2 separate regions of the Triticum aestivum genome follow, and region 1 is linked to region 2. The links are chromatin contacts, called in public Hi-C maps. All regions are on one chromosome and are shown on one strand. Each heading gives the region's core, a stretch centred on a gene start, on an enhancer-like site or on the middle of the called end of the contact. The rest is flanking DNA. Distances are from core to core; before and after follow the strand shown.

Evidence for each region. Hi-C and Micro-C count contacts between places; a contact is called where the count stands out from the background.
Region 1: a Hi-C map of an unstated tissue shows a contact between it and region 2, with 7 times the contacts expected there. The contact joins the promoter of LOC123097964 here to the promoter of LOC123097963 in region 2. A contact is called at or near these places in 2 of 5 Hi-C or Micro-C datasets (leaf and an unstated tissue) and 1 of 1 datasets of contacts at active chromatin or transcription factors (leaf).

What each region holds. Positions count from the first base shown.
Region 1 is chr4D:367,699,934-367,706,456 of IWGSC CS RefSeq v2.1, reverse strand. It overlaps LOC123097964 (50S ribosomal protein L4, chloroplastic), which reads left to right and starts at 3,281. Exons shown (of 2, transcript XM_044519827.1): 1 at 3,281-4,348; 2 at 6,405-6,523. The coding sequence starts at 3,427. The coding sequence ends at 6,442. LOC123100050 (protein FAR-RED ELONGATED HYPOCOTYL 3-like) reads right to left here and starts at 352. Exons shown (of 2, transcript XM_044522043.1): 1 at 1-352. The coding sequence starts at 305.
Region 2 is chr4D:367,024,817-367,031,569 of IWGSC CS RefSeq v2.1, reverse strand. LOC123097963 (coronatine-insensitive protein homolog 2) reads left to right here and starts at 1,791. Exons shown (of 3, transcript XM_044519826.1): 1 at 1,791-2,375; 2 at 2,899-3,376; 3 at 3,487-4,666. The coding sequence starts at 1,885. The coding sequence ends at 4,278.

The DNA.
Region 1 (6,523 bases), core at 2,032-4,531, 670 kb before region 2:
TTTACTGGAGTGTACTCCACCCAAAAACGGCTCTTCCGGTTATTCTTCCAGGCCACGATGTACTGCTGTGATCCGTCTCCGAGCTTTATTTCTACAATCTCCATGCCACCAATTTTCCTAAGATCAGCTTGCAACATATAGAAGTTTGCTGGAGTGAAGACGTGAGAAGCAGCTATCTCAAGTTCCCTCGAGCTAGTAACTGGCACCGGTAAACTCTGTGAGGCCGTGCAATCATCTCGTGCCTCATTCTCACGGATACGTACAACGGCGTTCTCATAGTGCAAAATCATATCCACCAGGGTCATTTCACCGTCTAGGTGGAGGTGAAGGCATGAGTTTAGACTTTCACTCCTCTGGTTGCTTTTCATGCCAAGCCAAAAACCCTCTGTCAGATAAGCCGCGGCCCACAGTCTCCTCTTCTTATACATCCGTCTCAACCATGTTACTGTTTTTTCCGACTGCCATCTTTTGGAAAACGCGTGCCATCTCTCCTCAAACGTGGCCGTGGACGTGCTGTAGTACAGAAGAGTTCGGAACTCCTTCAAGGACTTGTGACTGAGGTGAATCTTCATATTTTTTTCTATATGCCACGTACATATACGGTGCCACACGTCTGGCAAGACTTGGCGAATTGCCTTGATCATCGCAGCGTCGGCATCCGTGATAACACTCATAGGCATCTTTTGACACATGGACCTCAAAAAAGTCTCCAGCAGCCACACATATGTCTCTTCGGTCTCGTCCGAAACTATGGCACAAGCAAAAACAGTGGTCTTCCGGTGATTGTTAAGACCAACAAAGGGTATGAATGGCATACCATACCGGTTCATCTTGTACGTGCTGTCAAATACAAGCACGTCGCCGAAGTCCTCATAGTCATGACGAGACTGGGAGTCACACCAGAACATCCTATTCATATGTCCTTCCTTGTCTAGCTTGTACTCGAAAAAGAAGCTAGGATCCCTCTGTTTCCTACTGACCATGATGCCTATGACTGTGGCAGCATCACCTTTTGAAAGCAGCTTCCTCTTCTCCCTGGCGCAAAGGTTGTATATTTCACGCCTGGTAAAACCAACACCGCCATACCATACATGTTTGCTGATGAAGGTATCCATCATGTCGTGAATTCTAATCCCTGCAGCTCCCATGGACAGTATCTCAGCTCTCTGGTACTCTTTGATTTTTCTGTGGGACCAAAGAAAAGGTACCTCGTCCGGTCCTGCCAAGATATGGCTATGCTTGTCCTCAAAACTATCAACATACCAAACCCCACGCTTTTGGTCAAGCTTCACGGTCAGGTGCGCTTCGCAGTGGCAGCGTGTCTCGGGTCTGAGCCTACGGCTGTGTCCTTCCTCGGTTAGCAACCTGCTGTCACGTTTTCCTTGTCTGGAACAAACAAACCGCCTATAACGCATATGACGTGACTCGGTTTTGCTATACCTGACCCTATTCTTTCTAATGCTGAAACCATTATCTCTAGCATAGCTGTTGTAGAAATCATACGCAGCCTCGTGAGACGTAAAAGTCATTTGTATTATCTGCATGAACATATCCCTCTTATCATCTGCACTAGCAGTATCTTGGACATTCTTTTTCCCCTCAACTTCTGTCACCTACACAATCATAACATAGCCATGAAAACAGTTTTCTATGGTATAACATTACTTCCATACAACATTGATTACATACATACCTCACTCATGATGACCGACGATTGCGACTCCCCAGAATCAGATGCAGCTAATGATTCGACATCAAGGCCTGTCTCCGCGTCGGATTCACCGTAATAGTCGTACGCATTATGACATTCGGAAATGAGCTGAAAAATATAACACAAATACATAAGTACTTATCATATAATATTCCAGGATTAATTCAATTTGCATGCATGCCAACAAAAAATTCCACTTCCATACCTGACTAATGTAATCTTCATTCGAGATCTCCGAGTTGTTTTCCTCACCATCATCATGCTCATTGTTTTCCTGACCATCATCATGTTCATCCATCTATAAATTTTCAAAATATAATATTGTCGGATGCCACCAAAAAATTACAACATGATAATGCCACTCACATTAAGATCTTCCAATACGTTCCCATTCTCTGACCTATCTCCACGATCTGAATTTTCATCATCTGACCAATCTTCTATCCAGTCTTTCATCAGTTCTCCAAACTCCATGTCATACATCATATCAGTTAACTCATCGTCCGCCATTTCCTACAACAATTAATATGTATCATCACATGTGCAAACATTATCAATGCTGACATATACAACACCTAGCGCACGATCACGGATGTTAAATAAACTACACCAACCGGAGAGCGCCCCAACCGAGGGCGTTCAGATCGTGCACACAACCGACGCCAACGACCTCTGATCGGCCCATGGATCCTCCCCCCTCTCCACACCAAGCGGCGTTAAGGTACGTCCCACGAATCCAGTACGTGATCACTTTGGATCACGAGAAGCAGCGCTACCCGTGATAACATGCGCCGCCGGATTCCTAGCCCACGGCATCAGTCGTGATTATTTTGGATCGCCGGATACCTAGGTAAGCCGCCGCATCAAATAACGGAGCCGTCGTGCACACAACCGACGGCAACCAACGCTAGGTTAACCCTAGAAAGAAGAAACCCACTTTAGCCCGCGTGATCACTGTGTATATCACGACGAGCAGCACTACCAGAACAAGATCTGCGATGGCCTGGACCGCCAGAAAGCTAGGTTGCCCGCCCCGCTAGGTTAACCACTACGACGAAAACAACGGCAGTTCGTTTGATGCTGCCGCGAGCGAGACAAACGTGGGGAAATGGGATGCGGTACCTGCGAGCGCTGGAGGTTGACGACGGTGCCGTGCGCGCTCTCGGACGAGATCGCCGGCGATAAGATCGCTGCCGCCGATATTCCTACAGAAACTCACCAGAATGATGGAGGAGCTGCGTGAATGATGGAGCTGCGTGATTGATTGAGCTGCATGATTGATGGATCGGCCGTCGGCAGGTCCTACCTGGTCGTGGGGTCGTGTCATCCTTTTTTTTGGGATGTCACCGTATACATACGTATGGGTCATACGGATTATACGGGGCTTGGATATGGGCTACGGGGGCTTGGATATGGGCAGCGGCGGGCCGGAGAAAAAATAGATGACGGGGTCAAGAATACCCCTAGAAAATTGAGTTAGGGGGTGCACCGGAGCAAGCCTCGTTTTTTGGACCTGCTAGCTCAGGGAGTGGTAAGAAGTGCTGACTTGGCGGGGTCAAAAGACGCAGTCGACAGTGCGCGACGGACGGAGACACTCCTGCCGAACGGGTGTGGTGTGGATAAAGAGATAGAAGCGGCAGCTGCAGCGGCAGAGCCATCTCCTCCCCCTTCTCCGTCCGCCCCCAGCGCAGCGCAGCCGCCGTAGAGCCGCCACAATGCCGGTCTCCTCCGTGGCCTCGCCCCTCCTGCTCTCGCTCTCCGCCTCTTCCTCCTCCTTCCTCTCCTCCTCCTCTGTCTCCTTCCTCCCCTCCCCCTCCTCCTCCTCCTCCTTCCCGCACGCCTCCGTCAGGGGGAGGCCGTCCGCCTCCATCCTCCGCGCGCTGCGGGCCGAGGCCACCACCCTCCCGGTCATCAACTTCACCGGGGAGAAGGTCGGGGAGGTCGCCCTGGACATCAAGGCCGCGCCGCCCTCCACCGCGCGCGCCGTCGTGCACCGCGCCCTCATCACCGACCGCCAGAACGCGCGCCGGGGCACGGCCTCCACCCTCACCCGCGGGGAGGTCCGGGGCGGCGGGAGGAAGCCATACGGCCAGAAGAAGACCGGGAAGGCGCGGCGCGGGTCGGTCCGTACGCCGCTCCGCCCCGGCGGTGGAGTCATCTTCGGCCCCAAGCCCCGGGACTGGACCATCAAGATCAACCGCAAGGAGAAGCGCCTCGCCATCTCCACCGCGCTCGCCAGCGCCGCCGTCGCCAACGACTCCTTCGTCGTCCAGGAGTTCGACGAGGAGTTCGCGACGGGCCCCCGGACCAGGGACTTCGTGGCCGCGCTGCAGCGGTGGGGGCTCGACCCCAGGGAGAAGGCCATGTTCTTCTCCACGGAGCTTGATAATAACGTGCGGCTGAGCGGCAGGAACATCGGCACCCTCAAAATGCTAACTCCCAGGACTCTCAACCTGTACGACATCCTCGACGCACGCAAGCATTTCTTCACCCCGGCCGCCATTGACTACCTCAACTCGAGGTACGGTACCACCGGTTTTGATGAATATGAGGGTGACGATGGCGAGGACGACGGTGAAGAGGAAGGGGTGGAGGAGCAAGAGGAGGGAGAAGAAATCACAGAGGAGGCTGACCAAGGTACATACAGCTATCCATGAACATTTTGCAGTGCTGATTGCAATTTGCTGTTTGATTATTTCTATGCTAGATATGTGGGAAGAACTAGTAATTCCAAGCTGAAATCCTTTAGGTACTACTCCCTCCGTCCGGAAATACTTGTCGTAGAAATGGATACAGATGGTTGTATCTAGAACTAAAATACATCTAGATACATCTATTCCTCGGACAAGTATTTCCGGACGGAGGGAGTACCATAATATAAGAGCGTTTTTGACACTATGAGATGGAGTTTCAAAAACGCTCTTATATTATGGGACGGAGGGAGTAGTATACATGTTTAAACAGGCAGTGAGGTGAACACGTAGGAATGATTAGGTTGTTAGGACACCGATGTTACAAACCCTTAACATTACCATGGTTGAGGCTTTGACATTATCTAGTGACATGAATTGAGTTGCCTGTGACTGCCGTAAACAGTTAGTGCAGCATATTGCATAAAGGGTTATGGACAAAAGATGAATGAAATTTGACAGTTTATATACTTGATCCACTGCAATACCAAGATAGATTGTCCCCTCCAGTTAATCAATAGCTTGCAGCGACACTTACCGATACCATTAAAAGGAAAATAAAATCCTGCATGTTTCCAATCAAGGCACCTTTGATGTTAAAAGCCGTAGCTTAAGTAGGGGCACACCAATCAAGACACCAAGACAAAGAAATGTTAACACCATTTTGTTTCTTAAGGCTGGATAAAGGCTCCATGGGATTAGGATTATATGTTTTTGACAGTTGTAGGATTCTTCACACCATTTAAGAAAGTCTATCATGCTTGAGTCTCTTATTAATCTGTACTCCGCACTGTATTTCCCCTTTGCTTTTACTATGACAAGCATAGAGTGAGCTTTTCTTTTTCAAAAATCTCATGGACCTAAAGCAAAAAAAATTAAAAATCTCATGGAGGATATAGTTGAAGATTTACTATAGAAGCATGCTTACAGATCCACCTATGTTGATGATAGGTCTATCTAGCGCTTGTATGAATTGTGTACAACAATATGCTAATTCTGTACTTCTGTAACCGGGGTAATTTAATCTCTTAGATTAGGGGGGCAAGTCAATAATTTATAAATATAAAATGACCTCACATGATGGAATTCAATCTTTTATACCAAAGATGGATTTAAATTTCAAACATTGAACCAACAAAGAAAAGGTGTGAAACCATGCTATCCATGAAATCCGTGGAAGTAGAACTCCAGGAATCCTGATGCATTCCTTGTAGTCACACAATCTGGTGTGCCACCTGCCTACCACTAATCAGCCGTTCACCTGACACTTTCATCATTGGTGCTCTCACCATTTATTTCAAAGTTGTTCTGTTAGAATTTGAAAGCACCAGCTGGATGTCTCAGTTGAAGCCTTGCTACGAGAGCCGGCAAGTGAATGCATGGTCTAAGTGTAACAGCATGATTATGTTAACTAGTCTCATTTTACCTTACAAGTGGTCGCTTGTAACAAACTTCCTTAACTGTTATTCTCTCTAAATGAGAGGCAGCGCGTCTGCCATAGTTTCTCGAAGAAGAAAACAACTACTCCCTCCGTCCGAAAAAGTTTGTCCCAAGCTTGTCCCTCAAATGGATGTATCTAGCACTAACTTGGTGCTAGATACATCCATTTGAGGGACAAGCTTTTTCGGACGGAGGGAGTACTTGGAATCACTTTAATGAAGCAGACAGTAGTGAGTATGCTGGGTGTAGTAAAAATAAGTGGTAAACCTGTTTAGAACAAATGTTTCTCTCAAGCCCATTCCTCTGCACATACTCCCTCCGTCCGAAAAAGCTTGTCCCAAGTTTGTCCCTCAAATGGATGTATCTAGCACTAACTTGGTGCTAGATACATTCATTTGAGGGACAAGCTTTTTCAGACGGAGGGAGTACTAAGCAGTAGTTACAGTAGATAAGTAATTATTTATTATTTGGTACAGTGTTTTGTTAGTCTTTGATTCCTCCTCTATTAGTACTTGTTATTATTTCAAAAACAATTTATGAAGTCCGTTTTGTGCAATTTTCAGATGCGATTGGAGAGGCTGAGGCAGACAGCATTTCCTAGGTAATTATTATGGTGTTTCTTATTTGTTGGTTTAGGAATTGCCTCTCCAATGAAGAAGCCTTTTTGGTTTGCTTTTATTGT
Region 2 (6,753 bases), core at 542-3,041:
TCCAACACGCAAGATCTAAAGTGTATGCATGATCTCGCCCCGAACTATGAAGAATTCAAAGAAGTTATCCACTACTGCTGCTAGGTATTCCTACCCCAATATGACGGATGTGTCGACCTAGAAGATGTTAATTGCGTCACGCCTTCTGCGGTAATGGTCGCATTTCATCGTCCCACTTCAAGCATCTGTACCGATCAATTTTAGCCAAAGAAATCCTCTACTACGCAAGATAAGATATTTCATCGATGAAGGTGCCTAAAATAGATACCCTTTTGACAAATGCATCTTGGCTTTGTTTACACATGATGTTTTAGGTCTTTTCCAACACAAAGGTGCTTATTAGATGAGGTGCTAAGTGCACTAAATAGCTTAGCAACTCAAGTCCCCAATTTATACTCCTTCAGTCCACGAATAAGTGTATGTTTGACATTCAAAATTTGTCCACAAAAGAGTGTATTTCTATTTTAATGCACTTTAAAGTAGAAAATATGGTTATCTCTCATCACATGGTAATCAAGACCAATAACATTTAACACATGGTCTACTCACTTTCTACATGCACCTACTCCCTCTGTCTCAGTTTACAAGTCCCGCGCGTATACCTAGGTTGCCAATTTTATCACCCTAATATAAACTATATAACACAAAAATTATACCGTTTGAAAATAGAACATCTGAAGTTTATATTGATATTTTTTTGTAATATATGACTTGTATTAGGTTGGTCAAATTGACGACCTAGGGGTACACGCACGCCCTGTAAACTGAGAGAGAGGGAGTAGCTCATTAGGGGTGGGGTAATTAAAGAGGAGAGAGATGATGGCTTGCACCTTCCCACTATACTCCCTCCGGTCATTTTTACTTCACGTATTAGATTTGTGTCAAGTCAAGCATTGCAAAGTTTGATCAAATTTATATTAAAAAGTATCAACATCTACAATACCAAAGCTTCCTTCATTTAAGTGTATTGTCTAGGTTGGCGTGCTTGACATTGGTTCTTTTTGGGTCACCAAAATGCTCTCTCTCTTCCTAATTGATGTGTCGTGTCATATTTTTTTCTTATGCTGCTTGCTTAGCACGTGCACACTGTGAAACACTGGGAAGGGCCTTATAGCTGACTCGACTCATCAGGTGTTTAAAGGCAGATTTTATTGAAATAATTTGCGCTCATTAATATAACAATTAAACATGCTAGGGAAAAATACAATGATAGTAGCAATAGCTCATGTCACTTGTGTTTACTATTGTTGCGTAGTGTGTATGTATTATTCTTTTGTCCTTCACATATCAGTCAAAAAAAATATTTGAGCCACACCCCTGTACGGACCTAATAACGGAACAGTAGCAGCACTGCAGGCTGCAGCAGTAGAGATGCATGGCATGCATAGATATTTGCCGTGTTTATAAGATTTGCAAATCTAGCGGCCCGCCGCTGGATCTGTCCCGCGCAGGCAGCGGTAACCGTAAAAGCCCTATACCTAGACCTAGCCCAAGGAAAGGAAGGAAAAACCCGACCAACCACAGCACGGAGAGATAAGATTGGCAGAGAGAGAAAAAAATATCTACCCCGGGGGGGTCGGGGGTCCCATTTGGCAGCCCCCGCGACGGCCAGAGGAGGAAGGGGGCAGAGGCCGCCCCCATCGCGCAGCCGCACACCACCCGCAGAAAAAGGCTTTTGCGTCGTCCGGACGACGGGAAGAACCCCTGAAAATTTCCCAATTCCCATCCCATACCCCCTTTCCTTTTCCCACTCTACACCCAGGCGCACGCGCCCGCCCGCCCTCCCTCAGCCTCCCTCATCCCAACCCCACCCCCAACCCCACACCCCCGTTGAAATCCGCGGCGGGACAGATCGGGGCGCAGATCGGGGGTCGGCTCCCGGCGATGGGCGGCGACGAGCGGCACCTGGGGAGGACCATGAGCTTCGGGATCCCGGACGTGGCGCTGGGGCTGGTCATGGGGTGCGTGGAGGACCCCTGGGACCGCGACGCCATCTCGCTCGTCTGCCGCCACTGGTGCAAGGTCGACGCGCTCAGCCGCAAGCACGTCACCGTCGCCATGGCCTACTCCACCACCCCCGACCGCCTCTTCCGCCGCTTCCCCTGCCTCGAGTCGCTCAAGCTCAAGGCCAAGCCCCGCGCCTCCATGTTCAACCTCATCCCCGAGGACTGGGGCGGCTCCGCCTCGCCCTGGATCCGCGAGCTCTCCGCCTCCTTCCACTTCCTCAAGGTGCTGCACCTCCGCCGGATGATTGTCTCCGACGACGACGTCGCCGTGCTCGTGCGCGCCAAGGCCCACATGCTCGTCTCCCTCAAGCTTGACCGCTGCTCCGGCTTCTCCACCTCCTCCCTCGCTCTCCTCGCCCGCTGCTGCAAGTAATTTCTCCCCTCCTTGTTCCGGTTCACAAATGATATGCATGCATTAGTTCGTTTATTAATTACTGCGGTATCTCTTTCTTGTCCTACGAATTAATTTCTAGTTTCAATTGTTCTAGTTAGTTTTTCTCTTCAGAAATTGTGTTTTGTTCTATTTGGAAAGGGTTGGTGGATGGGATGTTTGTAAAGCGAGTATAGATAAGATGTTCTTTTGTTCATTTCGAAAGGGGAAAAGTAAGTGTAACGTCTCACCTTTTCTTGATGTAAAACATCATGCTACTCTTTGTAATTTGGGAATAATTCTAGCTTTGGAGCAGAAATTAGGAAATGTGGACTTTAACTGCCTTACTGAGTTGGGGACTTTGCTTAGTTGTTTATACTTTCATAGAGAACTATGATACTTGGTGGAGATAGTTTTGAAAAGCAGATTATCAAAATGCTGTTGTAGAAGTTTAGTAAGAATGTAAGAGCATACATTCATAGGTTACTTGTTTAAATTAATCATATTTCTTGTCATGTTCAGGAAACTGGAAACGTTGTTTCTTGAAGAAAGTTCTGTTGCTGAGAAAGAAAATGATGAATGGCTCCGCGAGCTTGCTACCAGCAATACTGTCCTTGAGACGCTGAATTTCTTTCTGACGGATCTCAGGGCATCCCCAGCATATCTTTTCCTTCTTGTGCGAAATTGCCGAAGGCTGAAAACTCTCAAGATTAGCGACTGTTTCATGTCTGACCTGGTCGACCTGTTCCGTACAGCAGAAACACTACAAGACTTTGCTGGTGGTTCCTTTGATGATCAAGATCAAGGTGGGAATTATGCTAACTACTATTTCCCTCCTTCGGTACAGCGCTTGAGTTTGCTCTACATGGGAACAAATGAGATGCAGATATTATTTCCATATGGTGCCACACTCAAGAAGTTAGACCTTCAGTTTACGTTCCTTACCACAGAGGATCACTGTCAATTAGTCCAGCGATGCCCAAATCTAGAAGTTTTGGAGGTATGTCCTGGCAAATTATTTTAAATGTTTTTGCCATCTTTCCTGTCTGGAAGTCTGATAGTGAATATGCTATCTCAAACGTGTTTTGTTGATAATTTGTCTTCCAACAGGTGAGGGATGTGATAGGAGACCGAGGGTTAGAAGTTGTTGCGCGGACCTGCAAGAAATTACAGCGACTCAGAGTCGAGAGAGGAGACGATGACCAAGGAGGTCTTGAGGACGAACAGGGTAGAGTGACACAAGTAGGATTGATGGCTGTAGCTGAAGGCTGTCCTGATTTGGAGTACTGGGCAGTACATGTGTCTGACATTACAAATGCAGCTCTTGAGGCCATTGGTGCGTTCAGCAAAAACCTGAACGATTTCCGACTTGTCCTGCTTGATAGAGAGGTGCATATAACTGAACTGCCCCTTGACAACGGGGTTCGGGCTTTGCTGAGAGGTTGCACCAAACTCCGGAGGTTTGCATTTTATGTGAGACCTGGAGCTCTATCAGATATTGGCCTTTCTTATGTTGGCGAATTTGGCAAGACTGTCCGCTACATGTTGCTTGGGAATGCTGGGGGATCTGATGATGGACTGCTGGCATTTGCACGAGGATGCCCAAGCTTGCAGAAATTGGAGCTAAGGAGTTGCTGCTTTAGTGAACGTGCATTGGCAGTTGCAGCCTTACAGCTGAAGTCACTCAGATATCTTTGGGTGCAGGGATACAAGGCATCTCCTACCGGCACCGATCTCATGGCAATGGTACGCCCCTTCTGGAACATTGAGTTTATTGCACCAAATCAAGATGAGCCTTGCCCAGAGGGTCAGGCACAGATTCTGGCATACTACTCTCTGGCTGGGGCAAGGACAGATTGTCCTCACTCAGTAATTCCCCTCTATCCGTCAGTCGGAAGCTAAAAAGACCACCACCAGTTTGACTGTACATACATGTTTGATGCCAGTGAAACCCACGATGCGGTATAGGGACATTCCACCTTACAGTGCCAATTACGGGACTGAAAGCTCAAGTAAAAGCGACCCACTCTGAACTGCCTTCGTATCTTAGGGGCAACATTTTGGGGTAAGCTGTTCATCTGGCCAACATGGATATCTTTGTGTACTACACCATTTTGACATGGCTCGGACACGCATTTTTGTAATAATGTGCCCAGTTGTAATGGCATTTTTCTGTTCTTGAGCTTTGCCCACTGTATTGCTGTTCTACGAACAGTATTGGATTAGTTGTTGTACCATCTGTGAAACAATCTGCACAATGTTATGATTTACTGGTTGTGATTTTCCACCATCTGAACCCACGAATATCTTGAAATTTTACTGCGGCTTGGCCTCAGCTTTACTGGTTGTGATTTTCCACCTTCTCTTATCTTTGGATCTGTATGGTGAACGGGCTGTTATAGGCTCTATGGATTGCAGGAAGCAGTGATTTATTACGTTGAAATAGAAGAACTGAAGATTGAGATGTCACTTGCTGTGAAATTTTACATGATTCAGAATAACTTATCATGAGATTCTGCATAACACAGAAACTCTTATATATAAGCTTTTGCTAGGAAGGAATTTAAGAGGGTTGAGGAGAGAAGGTAGAGAAAGATATTCAGAACTCAGAAATTCTGCAATATATGCTTTTGCACAGGAAGCAATTTCAGAGGATTGAGGAGAGGGTGGAGAAAAATAGAGTGAAAGTGTATTCGACTATTCAAAGAATAACAAAATGATGTTCGAGTTCATACTGAGATCTTATAGTATGGAAGCTATACGAATGAATTTCATAGAAATTTGGTAACCTAATCCTATTAGGCAATGGACTTTCAAGAAGAATTCTTAAAATTCAAATACTACAACACAAATCCTATAATCTAAAGAGACTCTTAGGGCATTTGAAATAAAGGAAAATTGCAGTATTCCTATAGAAAAATCCAGACTGGGTCATCTGAAACAAAGAAATGACTCACCAATATTCCTATGAAATTCTTATAGAATAAAGCAATCCATAGGAAAATTTCTGCATTTTCCTTTGTTGTATTGCTATAAATCCTCTATTCTTAAACAGATGCAGCCCACTATCTATTTTTTCTCTTCATGGAACTATGCCGCATCATCAAGTCTGATCGTAAGTTACAATTTATGCACTAATTTATTTGTGGAACCATGCCGCCAATCATGCATGTCAATCTGTTCCACTTATTTTTGTGCGGGCATAGACGGTCATGTTACGCATTTTTTGTAGCATTGACATATTTTACATTGGACGCTGGAACAAATATATGCATATTTTGTCAAAAATGGCACTTCAATCCAATAGATTTCTCTTCTTATAAAATATTTTGCCTCATGCTTCATATACTTCATTGTTTTCAAAATATATCCAGAGAGCATTCTTAAGACACAGAACATAGTATGGCAACAAAGCAGATCAGCAGAACATAGTACAAAACTATCCTTGGAGAAGGAGCAGATACCTTAAAACACAGAAAACACAACAAAGCAGATCAGCAGAACATAGTCCTTTAGCCAAATCCATGATGTAAACTGCCAACCATACTGAAAACAGAAGTATAAAGTACAGCGTTTAGCATGCATATGGCATGCAAGTCCAGAACCATGACGAAATACAGCTGCTTCACTAGGTGCACGATCATACCATCCACACTGTTTACAAACATCCAAGTTACTAAAATTCCAACATTACAACGGAAATACGGTGGCCTGGCGCTTCGTAAAACATCAGGTGCTTGCTGAGGTTGAGCGTTCCCTGGAGACGGACCTCGAGCATGAACTGCGGCTGTGAGCATAGCTTTCTCTGGAACGCCTCTTCCCAGGTGACCTGCTGCGTGATGCCTTGCTTTCGGCGCGTCCTTTCCGCGGAGAACAGCTCCTTGATTCTTCCGACGCCGGAGAGCAGCTGCGGGAGTAGCTCCTGCGTGGCGATATGCTGCGAGAGTAGCTCCGTCTTCTGCTCCTTGGAGAATAGCGCCTGCTGTAGTATGCTGAAACAGAACGGTCATGGGAGCGCGACCTCCGCCTTCTGTAGCGGTATGGAGATCTTGAACGGTGGCGATGACCATGGCGGGGCGAGCAAGACATGCGCCTGTCGTAGGGTGAGTAGGACCTTCGCCTGTCGCAGGGAGACTCCGACCTGTTGGAAGGAGAGTATGATCTCCTTCTGCCATAGGGAGAGTAGGATTGCCTTCTTTCATATGGGGAGTATGATCTACGCATGTGACGACGAGCGTATGATCGTCCTCTGCGATAAGGAGAATAAGAGCGTTCTCGGTCAGACGAGTAGCGTGAGCTGTAACGGTCTCTCCGAACAGGTGACCTGCTTCGGGAATACCTCCTTCCTGTATAATCAAATGTCATCAATCGGATGTG